3 separate regions of the Sus scrofa genome follow, and all the other regions are linked to region 1. The links are chromatin contacts, called in public HiChIP or PLAC-seq maps. All regions are on one chromosome and are shown on one strand. The core of a region is the stretch at or near the end of the contact, and the rest is flanking DNA. Distances in the headings are between cores, read along the strand shown. Region 1 has its middle 65 kb from the start of TCF12. Region 2 has its middle 33 kb from the start of CGNL1. Region 3 has its middle 51 kb from the start of CGNL1.

Region 1 (4,817 bases), core at 1,610-4,109:
TGGTTTGGGTTTGGTACCAGGATTTGGTTTGCTTTCGAAGCAATGTACAAATAGAAGATAAAGGGGAAACAAGGCAAGAGAGATGGTCAGGGCTCCTCACCAGGGTATAGAAGCTGGACTGCATCCTGTAGATGACGAAGAGCTACCGAAGACAGTTTAAGTGTCAAGAGTTAGGGTTGGTGGCTCAGTGAAATGTGAAGCAGTCAAGTAAAGCTAAATGAAGGAAAGTTCTAGAGATAGACTTTGAAGAACAGGTAAAATTTCAACAGACTGAAATGGAAGTCATTATATCATTAGTGGAAACAGCAAAGTGGCCATTTAAGTGATACCTGATTGTTCAAGTATGTTAATTTTTTTTTCTTCTGAGATGTGTTACCTAAATTCTTCATGGGCAAGGATTATTTTTCAAATTTCCGTTTAATTAGCTCCCAGTAGCTAACACAGCTTTGGATATACAGTGGGCATTTGGTCAATTATCAATGACCTTTTGGGATATGGCAAAAAAGGGAATAAAGAGAAAAGAAAGACCCTCATATTTGTTCATGGCAGGAGCTTGCTTTTATTCCAAAATTTGTTGCTAAGAACAAAAATTCATAAGGTTTTAAAAATCCATATTTGAAATGAAGATGGTGTGTATAATTAAAAGCTTATGGTTGTCTAATAAAGGACAGAAGATACCAATTAAAGCCAAAATTCCATCTCTAAGCATCCTTTCTCACTGTATGGGCATCCCAACTGCTAAGTTTATTTAATAGATCAAATTAAATGGATGACTGCTTTTGAAGGGCATCTTAGGGACTTGGGACTTAGCTTTGCTTCAATGCATGTTTCCCTAAGCCCACTAGTGACAGAAGTAGTCAATTTTACTAACAGAAAGTCAAACCACTTTTAGATATGGGGGAGAGTGCTAATATGATATTAAAACTTCATGAAGGGCTATATATACATGTTATTTATTTTTTTCTTAAGAATAAGCAAAGGGCATTTACTTGGTTTCACCAATTTTATTTATTTATTTATTTATTTATTTATTTATTTATTTATTTATTGCTTTTTAGGGCCACACTTGCTGCATATGGAGGTTCCCAGGCTAGGGGTCAAATGAAATGCTGTGCCTATGCCACAGCCACAGCAAGGCAGATCTGAGCCACATCTGCACCCTACACCACAGCTCACAGCAACACCGGATCCTTAACCCACTGAGTGAGGCCAGGGATCGAACATGCAACTTCATGGTTCCTAGTTGGATTCATTTCCCCTGTACCATGACAGCTACCAATTTTATTTCTTTGTTCAAATCTGATCAGGCTCTGAAAAATACCTGGCCAAAACTGTTTTTAAGAGCAAAGTAATTTTTGTTCCATAAAGATAAATGACTTTTTATGTGTTCAACAGTGCTCATATTGCATTACATATGTTATTTTTAACTTGTAAGTGATGAAATGCTGTCATGTAGGGATGATATTCAAAATAGTTAACAATGGTACAGCATGTACACCAGCCATTCAGAACGAACCCCTGATCTATCTGGATAGATGCCAACTGGTTCAACCAACTTGCACACACCAACTACTTCTCAGCCCTGGTATGGTGGACTGTTAAAGATACTTTGGTCCATACATTTCCCATCCGGCCACAGACACACATTTTCCTTTGGAGAACTGCCCTAGCCCATTCCAAGTGATCTTAAAGGAAATGGTCATCATGGGACTCCACCTTCCCTTGGCCGCAAGACAGGGACATGTGATCCAAATTTAGCCAATCAAAATAGTCCATTCTTTCACCACAGCAATTGATTGAGAACTGGGTGATGACCCAATTCAGTCCAAGCAAAGTTCTCCCCATAAATTTTCCTCTGGAGTTGATTGAGAAGAGTTCCCCTACTTTGGAGATTGCTAAATTTGAAGAATGTGAACCTGAGGGAGGCAGCCAGAGGCCATGTTGCCTTTGCAGAGAAGAAATCCTATTGAAGAATGAAGCCAAGAATAAATAAGTGAATAAGTGAACCTCAGAGATAAAGAGAGAGACAGAGTCCTGACAGCATTGTTTTGAGCCTTTGGAAACAGCCATGCCTATATCTAGATGCAATTTCCTGGATTTCCCATATTCTCAAAGAAATATTTTCTTTCCTTCCATATTCCTTCTTTTTTGTTTTCCCTTAAACTAATCTGAGTTGAATTTCTATCCTTTGTATTCAAATAAGTACTTATTAATAATTATGCCCACATAACATAATTCTATATAATTTCCATTACACAATGCTGATGAAATCTTGGACTTAATTGAAAACTCTGCTTTTCATTAGATTGTTCTAAGACTCTAAAGCAATACATTATGCAACTAGAAGCCATTATAGGTCCTTAATTAAGGAAATAACAAAATAAAGATGGTCTCTTAGAAAGTTTGCCTGGCAAGGGATGTGTGGAAATAAGAAAAACAACATATACTCACACATGTATTCATGAATATAGATAGATAGATGATAGAATATTCTCAGTTTTCAAAGATGCCAGATACCATTTCTTTTTGTGTTAAAACAGCTAAAAAGAACTATTATTGCCCATACCTTAAGAATGTTTGAAAATTATTATACACTCTGCCTTTAATTACTTAGAACACTGAATCATAGATTTACATCATCCATTTATCTGATAAGCAGATAGTAGGAAGTTGCTATGTGCAAGCTAGGCTCTGGGGATAAAAAGATGAATTAAACAATTTCTCTGATCTCCAGGAACTCACATTCTGATGAGAGAAGCAGAAAGTAAACAGAAAAACAGTGTAAGAGTTGGCAGGACCGGAACCCTTCCTTTTGCTAAAGGTCTCCTCCTCCTCAGACGTGCTGTTAACCAAGGACTGGACACAAGGGAGTAGGGCAGGCACACAGCTTCAGAAAAGCGGCTCCTGAGTAGCCCAGGCTAAACTGCTCGGTGAATCATGTAATCCTGGATTTTCTGGCATTTCAGGCACAACTCAGATTGCTTTGGTCTTTTTTATGTAAAGAACTTTCTCATAGGAAAAATAAAGAAATAGGTATTCCATGATTGATGAATGAAGGCTTAACTCTCTTTACAAGGCCAGATATAATCTTCAGGAAGTTACTTTTGTTTGATTCATATTTCAAACTGTCAATTAATTTTAATTTTTTCAAGTTTAATTACGAACAAAATTCTTAAGAGCACAGAGAGGGAACTAACTAAAGTTATATTTTCAGTCATCGTGAAGCCTCTGTTTATTTGGAGCCACTCCTTCCTTAAAGACATACAGCTGGGTCGTCAGAGTGGATTCTGTTACAAGAAATTCCTCCAGGCTGTCTCATTTTCCTCAGTTCCTCAATGGAATTGCACAATAACTTAACCCATAGCTGGAATTCACTCACAAATTCCTAGCAGCTAGAGGCCAAAAAATACTGGCAACAATTTCTTTCACCTTTTTTCTTATCCTAGTTCCTGCATCTTTCTGTGAATGTTGTTTGGCTCAGTGGATTATTGTTGTGTTTGAAAGAAGAAAAAAAAAAGTCATTCATTCCTTTTCCCTTTTTATTCTACCTGGCTTTTAAATTTTCCACGTGGATGTTCAAATTAAATATAGTCTAAAACAGCCTTTTTTTTTTTTTGCTCCCAAGGTGACTTTTTTTTCTTTTGTGGCCTCATCAGTGGCATATGGAAGTTCACAGGTCAGGGAGCTAATCTCAGCTGCAGCTTCAATCTATGCCACAGCTGCAGCAATGACAGATCCCTAACCCACTGTGCTAGGCCTGTGATTGAACCTGAGCCTCCACAGCAACCCAGGCCACTTGAAGTTGGATGCATAACCCACTGCACCACAGCAAGAACTCCTTCCAAGGTAAATCCTTAAAAGAGGAAAATAAAATATTTTTGTGTCAGATTGTATATGATAAGGGATTTAGTACTTACCTTCTAAATCATTTTGGGAACTAGAAAACTTTATAATTTATCTAGTCCAATTCCTTATTCTACAAATATTCAGACAGGTTAAATTATTTGCCCAATACACAAAGCTAGTAAGGGACAAAGCTAAAACAAGAATCCATATCTCAGCAAGGTTCTCAATATTGATGATAAGTTGCCTGCCCATTTCTCCTAATAGCTATTATAAATCTTCACCAGTGTTTTCATAAAACTTATAAAAATTTATAATACTACCCTCCATCACTCTGGCCCCTAATTCATAGAAAATTAAAAGCAACCAAGCATGACTACAGTTCTGCTTTTAAACTTCTTCATATCTCATTTCAAAGTAACATTACCTGACTGTTTCAAGGGTACTCCTGCCATGTGTTATCCATATCACATTGAGTCCCATATCCTTTTTCTTTCAATTGTTTTTTCCTCACGTAAATGAGGACCCTTTCTCCATTAAACCCTTCTTTTTAGTACATAAACTTGTTCAAGGACTTGCATTTATGGTGACTTTATGTCCCATTCTGGAAACATTCTTTTCTTTTCATTATAACCAAGCTTATTTTAAGAAAGGTCTCCTCTCATTGTTCCTACATTCTTGCCTCTTATTCATTCCTTTACATTCAAAAATATGACTTCTGATACTAGCATTCAACCGAAAATATTTGGGCAAAGACCATCAGTGCCTTTTAAGAACATAACAATTCCCTCCTTTTAAGGACCCTCTTCTCTTTTGGCTTCCTTATTATCCTCTTAACATTGAGTTTCCAAGTTTTTTTCTTTTGCCTCATTAATTCCTTAATTACTGTTGCTTCTCAGGGTTCTGTTCTCAGCACCTTTTCTTTCTCATTCTGTACATTCTCTGGATAAGTCCCACTTAAATCCATGGCTCAG
Region 2 (4,817 bases), core at 1,697-4,196, 460 kb after region 1:
AGCTACAGCAGTGACCACACTGGATCCTTTAACTACTAGGCCAGCAGGGAACTGCTATTATTATTTTTACTCTTGTGCAGTGTTTTGTTTACACTAGTTCTCTAGGAAGTTAGGGGGACAAGAGACAGAGAAAACCTGAAAGAACCATTAAGCTTCACCAGGCCAAGTAAGTTCAGGGTTCGAGGGGCGCAGAGGACAGGCTGTGCTAATCAAGGGGTCTAGGGACACAAAGCACCAAAGAGTGTCTTCAACATCCCCAGAGAGGGAGGGAGTGTTTGGGGTAGGACAAGAGGCACCCAGTCCCAGGCAAACTATGGATGTTTCTGTTGGCCTCGTTTATGAGGGTTGGGGGCCTGCAGAAGATGCAAGAAGTTGCGAGTTTTACTGAGGCAGATCTGGTGTCACGTCTCACCTTTGGGGCCAGTTCTCTGTCCTGCCAGAGGCAACAAAGGGACTGGATTTGAGATGGAAGTGTGACAGAGATACCATTAACCCAGCTAGGAAACTAAGAAGACTTTGCTTAATGTAGGGGGAGCAGCAAAAGGTTTTGCTCCAATTTCAGTGTATCCTGTGACTAGCCAAAGAACAGCTAAAGTCACACCCTCCTCAAAATGACTAAGTTGCGTAGGAACCATGCCTGGTGCTTTTCTAGGACCTGAACTAGATCTCACTGCTCTATAGCCTTCCTACAAAGTGTAGTCCACAAACCATGGCATCGGCGATGCCTGAGAGCTTGTTAGAAACAGACTCCTCTCAGAGCAGGGCTCTGAACCTTTATCTTCTGATCCCGGGAGACTTATCTCCATTAAGGTTCTAGAAAAGCTGCTCAGTTCTGGCTATGGAATTTACAAGGCCCAGTGCAAAAAGACAGAGTGGGATCCCATGTTTTTTTAAAAAAAAATAACGCTTTCAAGACAGCAGCATAAGCAGAATTCTGTTTTTGTTTTTATTGTGGTCACCTCTCTATAACAAAAAATTGACCATTTTACCCCTTTTTTGAGTGGCCTTAAGTGCAACCATCATCATCATTCATCTTGAGAACTTTTCCATCTTCCATAATGGAAACTCTGTATCCCATTAAATAGTAACTCCCCATCACCTGTCCTCCCCGCCCCTGGCAACCAACGTTCTGTTGTGTCTTTAATGAATCTGATTCCTCTACGTGCCTCATATAAGTGGGATCATGTACTCTTTGTCCTGTGACTGACTTCTTCCACTGAGTATAATGTCCTCAAGGTTTGTCCATGTGACAGCTGACTATTAAACCAAGTGTGGGGCCCTTCTGGGCACAGGGCTCTGGTCACATGCCTGATACTACTCTCTAGCAGTAGAAGAGGCTATTTTTCCAGAAATCATTAAGAAAACTTCTTAAGATTTCTGCAAATCAGAGGCCTTCTGATTTTTGTTTTTAAAGCATTTTTCAATGCCAAGGACGAGAAACCTGAGTACCCTTCCCTATTTAGAGATGTACAGCCATGGGGAAGGCATTTTTAAGGTGTGAAAATGTCAGCTCAGCCTGGATGCTTCCAGGAGGAACCGTGAAGAGAGGAAGCAAGAGGCTATTTCCAAATCTCAGGTCCAGAAAATATCTTTTTGCTGCAAAAAGGAACAAAAATGCCAGTAGTTCCCAGTACCACCCCCTACACACACACACTTCATAAGCATCAAATCCAAACCCCCAGACGGATGGTGCTGGGGAAGCAGACAGAATGTTTGGTCTCTACCATCTTCCTGGCAGACAAAATACTTTAACCTTGACAGGGAGCAGGACACAAAATCCGTGTGTGGAGTTGGGCAACATCGCACAGTGTGACTGACCCTCTAAGTACGTGGCCGTGGTGGGCACAAAGCCTAGTGTTGGGATTACATTTCATCCACAAAACTGACCCCACTCCCTTTCTAAATTATCATCACACATAATTTTACGTTATTTTCAAAATCACCAATGTATTAATACTTTAAATAACTGGTGTAGTGTTTCACCAACTACTTCCTATCACACTTAAAGTGGGGAAAGCCTCAGCCAATTAGTAAAATGAAATCTGAATTACATCTATCAAACTAAGCAGTTTTATTGCTCCAAGTGCATGTAGAAGGTTAGGCGAGATAAATCTCAGGCAGGAAAACTCCTTTGGGATCTTTAATGAAGACAGGAAAATGGTTTATTGTTAGCTTATCAGTTAGTGCATGGAAATGGAAGATTTTTCAGTTCTGGAAAACCCTGCTCGTTCTCGGCTGCAGTGACATCTTGTTTATACCATCATCTGCTCAGCCCACTCCACCCTCATCATTTCCACCAAAGTAGACGTCAGCCTCGATTCTGCAAAATATCACCCATTCCAAATTGCTGCATTTAAGTAAATTCTTGATATGTTATCCTGCTTTAGTCCAGGCTCTCAAAATGCTTTTTAAAGAAACCTACTTGGACCCGTGGCAACAGGCGTTTCTGCTGTTTTCTTTTTGAAGATAAGTGGCAGAAAATGTCAAGGCTGTGGCTTCATGACTTGTCTGGGCTCCCAGACTCTCCATCAGTTACTGGGCGAGAATCCCCTCTGCTCATGGCTCAGGGCTTGAAGGAGAAGCTAGAGTTGCAGGAGGCTGCTCCAGGAGCCCCCTCAACCCTGCATAATTACAGCACAGAAATGGCTATGCATGACCACCGCCCAACTGTGACTCGAACCCGGCACCCAACAATGGCCCCGAGTGTGCCTGTGCGTCTGAGTCACAGGCAAGGGGAAACAGGGACTTGTGTTTCTCATATATCCCAAGGCCGCCTTCTAACATGACCGGGCCCCAGAAGCACAGAACCCCATGGCTTTTTGGCAATTAAATGGTTTTCACACTTCTATTTTTAAAAGCCTTGGAAATGAGTAACCTGGGGGATCAGGGTGGTTGGGTGAATGTCTTGCCAAAGTTCTCCCAGTCAGAGGCCCTGACTGGCAGGGGTCCCAAAACAACTGTGAAACCAAAATGCCACGACAGGCCTGCTCCTCAGATGATAAAAACAGAGACATGGGAGACACCCAGGCCCACACAGTCTGCCCTACGTGGCCACAAAGAGTGTGTTCTAGCCTCTGGTCTCCAGCTGGTCCAGACTGTTGTCCTGCTGCTTTGCATGGGTAGGTAACACTTTCCCCTGTGGGATTCTGCTGCAGTGGGTTCCCAGGAAGCCAACCCAGCCAGAGAGGAGGTCCATGCAGGGGTTGGGGTGGGGGGAGGGGTGTTAGGGGAGTTCTTGGATTGTACATCCTGGAAGGAAAGGGAAGAGGGTTTTTTGCTTTTTTTTTTTTTTTTTTTTTTTACGTGCACACATTTTATTTTTTTAGCAGAACAGGTCATCTGTGAGACCTAAGCTACCTTTTCAGTCACAGGATATGCCAGGAATTCTTGTCACTGAAGTTCCTCAGTAATACTGTTAAAAATCCAAGGATTTTCTATGACTTCCTTATCCAACAAATAAGTAGGCTTAGACTATTTTATCTGAAAACACTTAAATCCAATTCTGGAATTCAAATCTAATCAACATATCTCTGTATTGTAACAGAGTGAATTTTTCAGTGAGAACTTCAGACATCTGTCTTCTTTTATATTACACCAACATATATTTTAAAAAAATATTCCTCCTTACTTTCAAGACATAAAAGTCATAGAATTTTCCTTTCTCTAGGAGGCATGGGTGGAGGGAGGAGTGTAGCTGGGGAGCATCTCAGCAGACCTTCTTGGGTATTCTGAGGTTGGGTGACCCCTCAGAGCAGCAAAGGGTCAGAGAGGGTCAGAATTTTATAGCTCCATGCCAACCAGGCACTGGTGTGGTTCCTGAAAGGGGGTGTGTGTGATGTGGGGGTGCCTCTGCCACCTACAGCAAAGCTAGATTTTAACCCACTGAGCAAGGCCAGGGATGGAATCCACGTCCTCATGGATACCAGTGGGGTTTGTTACAGCTTCCCCACCGTGGGAACTCTCTGTAGCATCTCTTTTAAAAGCTTAGGATCAATGTGGAAGTTCTTATCTTCCCAGTGGGGCCTGGCAACAAAGTGGGGCCTGCGGGAGAAACCCGGGATGAGAAGCCCCTGGGGAAGGGAGTCACATAAGGGGAGGAGGAAGGGCAGGGAACCGTGAAAGAGAGGCAAGAGTGAGCGAAGGTGTCTAGTTTTTCTTTAGGAGGATGAGGCGTGAACTGCGCATGCCAGGAGGAACACCTGAGCCCAAGTACACAGGATTTGCAGTTAGAAGAGCCACGGGAGAGACAACGACTCCACCTGACCTGCCACGGACCGGACGTGCCCGAAGCGCGGGGGCGTGGCCACCAGTGCAGAAGCAGTAGGGGCTGGAGCTTGAGCGCTTGGAAGGAAACAGTGAGAGGGTGCTGCTGACTTTAATCCCTCTCCTGGGGCTGTTCATGCTTCCTCTCCCTCCTACGCCCCTCCCTCCCCTCCCTTGATTTTTTGTTTTTTTTGTTTTTTTTTTTGTCTTTTTTGTCTTTTGTCTTTTGTTGTTGTTGTTGCTATTTCTTGGGCCGCTCCCGCGGCATATGGAGGTTCCCAGGCTAGGGGTCTAATCGGAGCTGTAGCCGCCGGCCTACGCCAGAGCCACAGCAACGCGGGATCCGAGCCGCGTCTGCAACCTACACCACAGCTCACGGCAACGCCGGATCGTTAACCCACTGAGCAAGGGCAGGGCCCAAACCCGCAACCTCATGGTTCCTAGTCGGATTCGTTAACCACTGCGCCACGACGGGAACTCCCCCTCCCCTCCCTTGAGACCCCAGGGATGGGCAGATCCGGCCCCCCAGGTAGTCCCCCTGGCTGGGCGGTAAG
Region 3 (4,817 bases), core at 1,420-3,919, 440 kb after region 1:
AGTAAGCTTTGCCCTTTTATGCGTTAGCAGCTGTGTCAGTTTGGGTCCTCAGGAAGCAGAAACCAAATGGAGTTAGGCATGCAAGAGGTTTATTGAAGGTAGTACCTGTGGAAACAGAAGGGAAAGAAATCAGAAGTAATTATGGATGGTCTTCAGACCATGATGCAGTTCTGACATCTGTGAAAGAAGGGGAGAAGGGAGGAGGATTAGGTAGGAAGAACTACCGGCATCTCTGGAGAAAGTCCTGGGCAGTCCACTGAGGTCCAAGAAGATTGCCCACTGGGGAGGCTTGTGTTGGACAGAAGTGGTAAGGTACCAGTGTCCCTGTGGTGGGCAGTCACCCGGGAGTTACCTGGGGAGACAGGCCTCAGTTTGAAAACTGCAAAGGTGCTGCCTCTGGAGGCTGATGGCCAACGTCTTCTTGACAGGTTATCCTTTAAAGGGAGATCTCAGAAGAGTGTCTCCACGGCTTTCACAATACCTCATTGCTACTTCCTACAGACTGTCAGAACAAAACTAAAGGGTCTTTTGTGGTCACTGGGGCCAAAGCTGACCTCAGCAGGCTGATGAGAATTTCTAAAACTGCAGTTCTTTCTCCCCCAGCATTCTGCAGTCAAAGAATCCTACACATGTTACCAAGGAGGACAAATACCCTTCCTCTTCCATCTTCATGGGCCATGATGTGGCCAGGTATAATCTGAGACCCTAAAGTTGCTGTGCTTAGCATTCTGGTGGTCTTCACCGGACCTGGTGTTAGTCCCTGCCTTGTGGGTCAGTGGACAGTCCACAAGGTCTTTGTGGTCACTTGGCTTTGTTTTGAGGTGTTTCCCTATGCTGCCCACAGCCTCAGGAGTGCTTACCTCTGCCCTGTACCTGCATGTTCATGGGAGTGGAAACAAATCCAACTAGTAACCATGAGGTTTCAGATTCAATCCCTGGCCTTGTTCAGTGGGTTAAGGATCTGGTGTTGCCGTGAGCTGTGGTGTAGGTTGCAGGCTCGGCTCAGATCCCAAGGTGCTATGGCTATGGCTGTGGCCATGGCCAGCGGCTACAGCTCTGATTCAACTCCGAGACTGGCATCTTCCATATGCCGTGTGTGTCGCCCTAAAAAGCAAAAAAAAAAAAAAAAAAAAAAAAAAAAAAAAGTCATTTCAAAACCTTTTTTTTTTTTTTTTTTTTTTTTAGGACTGTACGTACCCTCAGCATATGGAAGTTCCTAGTCTAAGGGTTTTATCAGCTATAGCTGCCGGCCTATGCCATAGCCACAACCACGCGAGATCCAAGCCATATCTGTGACCTCTATACCACAGCTCACGGCAATGCTGATCCACAACCCACTGAGCGAGGCTAGGAATTGCACCAGTATCCTCGTGGTTACTAGTTGGATTTGTTTCCGCTAAGCCACAAGGGAACTCCTCAAATGTTTATGGCAAAATAAAATTGCTATTTGATGTGGGATTTGAGCTCGTTTAATATATTTGATATATTTTATATATATACATATATATACACAGATGGGTGTGTGTATATATATACACACATATATGTATAGACCTGATGGAAAGGTCTTAAAGACCTGAAGGTGTAACATCCTGAGTTCCTTCAAGTTCAGTTTCTTTCATTTAATACTTTTTCCTTCTGTGGTTTCTTGATAGTTTTGGGAAGATACTCAACCATGTCTTCCCCTCTGGAGGACAGGACCACTGGTGTATCTCTGAAGCTCTCATCTGCCTAGGCTGTGAGGACCCCCAGAGACAGCATGGGGTTTTTTAGACGCTCCAAAGAAACTACTTTTCCCCTGCTCCCAGGGTGAGGTCTTCCTTTTCTATCCCTTGCAGCCCTTTGATAATTGTTGCTTTCTCCTATTTCTCTGGCCTTTTTTGGGACCTTTCCTACAAGCCTGAGTCTTTTCTCCTGGACAGCTGGTCCTGGTTGGACCAGTGCTGGGGACAGGCTCTTGTCCTGAAATACACCCAACCATCAACCATGGTGCATTTTCTCTGTCGTCTGGTTACTCCCAGCAACCACACTCAGTTCAGTGAACTTGGGTAAGTTTCAAAGCGGCCCAGCAATGAACTCCAGCCCCTGCCTTGCAGGGCCATGGCATTAGGATGTCCTGCCTGTGGGACCACCGCACACTCAGGCTCCAGTCCCAGGGGCCCCTCCTGACACCTCCATCATTTCAGGCTGAGCCACCACACCCATGCACGTCAGACCGCCCCCAGGCCATCTCACCTCCCCCTCATTAAAGCCTGCGCTGAAAAGAGCAGGGTTGTTTTCCAGACTCTGTCATCAGGGAGGTATTGATCAACACTGATAGTGCGAGGAGCTTGATCTCACCCCAACTGGCAGAGATTAATTAGCTTGATTCCCAAGCATAATCCCTAATTAGGGGCAGGAAGAAAGGAAAGAAAACACAAAGCAACTATTCTGTCCGGGGGCGGGGGGTGCAGGAAGGCGAGGAAGAAGCAGGTAAACACGTCCCAGCACCTGAGTGCCTCCTGCCTACTCCTGGCCAGCCCCTGAGCACAAAGAGTGCTGAGGAGGGGGTGCCTTAATGCAAGGATATGCTTTTAGTTTCTTTGCTTTGCATCCTCCCTAGCAACACACTGGAAGGTGCAATTAAGCAGGATGCTTTGAAGTGCCTGCTCTAGGCTTGCACTGCCCCCTGGGGGCTGAGGCTGCCAGCAGGGGAGAATTCAGCTCCCCTAGACTTCGAGAAAGGTTGGATGAGGAGAGGCTAATCACCCTGAGACCTGAGTAGAAGTAGTGAAATGATCCGGTTTCCTGCAGCCGGGAAGCAGGTGTCATCTTACTCTATTACAAAGCATTTCTAGAGCTTTCCAGTGAGGACTGGCGGGTGGTGGGGGGACAGCTGGACGAAGGAGGAACCTATGACTTAACAGCTGTGAGATTTGGCCAATCCAAACTTAACCCCTCCAGAGAGTTCCTCTTGAGGCTAACAAACCCGACTGTTAACCATGAAGACTCCGGTATGATCCCTGGCCTCGCTCAGTGGGTTAAAGATCAGGCCTTGCTGTGAGCTCTGGTGTAGGTCAAAGAAGCAGCTTGGATCCCACGTTGCTGTGGCTGTGGTGTAGGCCGGCGCTTCAGCTCCAATTCGACCCTCTCCATCAGCCTGGGAACCTCCATATGCTGCGGGTGCGGCCCTAAAAAGACAAACAAAACAAAACAAAACAAAATTTAACCCTTCTGAACTTCAGTTTCCTCTTCTATAAAATGGGGATAATTTATAATCATATTAGTTCACATAACAGTTATGAGAATTAACTGATGTGTTCAGAGGTACATGGCACCCAGGGGGCACTTTCTAACCCACCTGACAGAAGCAAACCATGGGTGCAACAAATCAAAAAATGGCCGTTAAGAAAATAATCGCTAAAAAAAAAAAAAAAAAAAAGGAGTTCCTGTCGTGGCTCAGGGGTTAACGAACCTGACTAGCATCTATGAGGCTGCGGGTTCAATATCTCTCAGTGGGTTAAGGATCCCAAGCTGCTGAGAGCTGTGCCGCCATAGGCCGGCAGCAAGCGCTCCAGTTAGACTCCTAGCCTGGGAACCTCCATATGCTGCCAGTGCTGCCCTAAAAGACAAAAAGACAAAAAAAGAAAAGAAAAGAATTGTTTATGTTTTTTGGATGTGATTGTTTTTCTAAAGTCCTTGTCTGTTAGAGATACTGCCTTGTTTGCAGAGGTAATGATGGGATGTCTGGTAGTAGCTTCAGTGTCGGGTGGTGGGGGTGGGATGAAAGGGTTTAGATGGAACAGGATTGGCTGAATTGATCATTGTCAAACCTGGGTGACAGATACATGGGAGTTCGCTATGTGCTTTATTTTGAGATGTTTGACGTTTTTCATGACACTAAGTTGAAAGAGGGAGGAGAGAAAGGCAGGAAGGAAAGTAAAAAGATTCCATTCTAGTGTCCTTTCTGAAACCTTCCCTGACCCCACATCTGCAGGGGGATGGAGGGTGTTTTCTGCTGAGCCAGAGCAGTGAGGTCTGAGAGGAGACAGGAGGGAGCTCCAAGAAGCAGCCTCAGGCTGCAAAGTCCCTCTGGGAACCTTAGAGAGAGACAGCAGGACAGGGAGACAATGGAGCCTAGCCTGGGTGGTGCCCGGGATGACATCAGGTGGCCAAGGGTCATGGGACCAGAAGGGAGGGAGGCCATAGCAGAGAGAACATTGACAGCTGTGGAGGAGGAAGCAATGTGAGCCAACTTCCCTAAGGAAAGGGTGGCAGGGCCAGCGAGCTTGGGCGGTGGCAGGGTGCTCCAGGATGAGAGTGGGGGTTTTTATGTTTGTTTGTTTGTTTTTTGTCTTTTTGCCATTTCTTGGGCCGCTCCTGCGGCATATGGAGGTTCCCACGCTAGGGGTCGAATCGGAGCTGTAGCCACTGGCCTACACCACAGCCACAGCAACTTGGGATCCGAGCTAAGTCTGCAACCTACACCACAGCTCACAGCAATGTTGGATCCTTAACCCACTGAGCAAGGCCAGGGATCGAACCCGCAACCTCATGGTTCCTAGTCGGATTCGTTAACCACTGAGCCACAACAGGAACTCCGAGAGTGGGGTTTTGAAGGAGAAGGAGAGCCCACTGTACCCCCAGGTACCAAGCGGGTGGTATCTTGAGAGACACATGCCATCGAGGCAGCCTGTGGTCTGGAAATTGCAGGTATCTGCTCTCTCACCAGCCGGCAGATAGCCCTGGTCTAGGTGTTGGAGCTGCCACACCAGGGGCCAAGTTACCTCACGTGCCTACCTAGGGGAAAACAGGCACCTCAATCCCTGATGCGACCA

Evidence for each region. HiChIP or PLAC-seq counts read pairs in DNA pulled down with a chosen protein or histone mark.
Region 2: a contact with region 1 is called in an H3K27ac HiChIP or PLAC-seq map of skeletal muscle, with 5 times the contacts expected there. The contact joins two enhancer-like sites. A contact is called at or near these places in 1 of 5 promoter capture datasets (liver), 17 of 47 Hi-C or Micro-C datasets (blood, embryonic fibroblasts, fetal heart ventricle and 8 more) and 1 of 2 datasets of contacts at active chromatin or transcription factors (skeletal muscle).
Region 3: an H3K27ac HiChIP or PLAC-seq map of skeletal muscle shows a contact between it and region 1, with 4 times the contacts expected there. The contact joins two enhancer-like sites. A contact is called at or near these places in 15 of 47 Hi-C or Micro-C datasets (blood, embryonic fibroblasts, fetal liver and 7 more) and 1 of 2 datasets of contacts at active chromatin or transcription factors (skeletal muscle).

The regions. Positions count from the first base shown.
Region 1 is chr1:115,118,788-115,123,604 of Sscrofa11.1, reverse strand. No RefSeq gene overlaps it. Among named protein-coding and RNA genes, the nearest start is that of TCF12, 65 kb to the right of the region's middle. Within about 2 kb of position 2,859, at least 12 of the 83 cell types and tissues checked have an H3K27ac peak or open chromatin away from gene starts, as enhancers often do. A contact at or near this core is called in skeletal muscle, where this site is marked.
Region 2 is chr1:114,659,125-114,663,941 of Sscrofa11.1, reverse strand. No RefSeq gene overlaps it. Among named protein-coding and RNA genes, the nearest start is that of CGNL1, 33 kb to the right of the region's middle. Within about 2 kb of position 2,946, at least 10 of the 83 cell types and tissues checked have an H3K27ac peak or open chromatin away from gene starts, as enhancers often do. A contact at or near this core is called in skeletal muscle, where this site is marked.
Region 3 is chr1:114,677,258-114,682,074 of Sscrofa11.1, reverse strand. No RefSeq gene overlaps it. Among named protein-coding and RNA genes, the nearest start is that of CGNL1, 51 kb to the right of the region's middle. Within about 2 kb of position 2,669, at least 13 of the 83 cell types and tissues checked have an H3K27ac peak or open chromatin away from gene starts, as enhancers often do. A contact at or near this core is called in skeletal muscle, where this site is marked.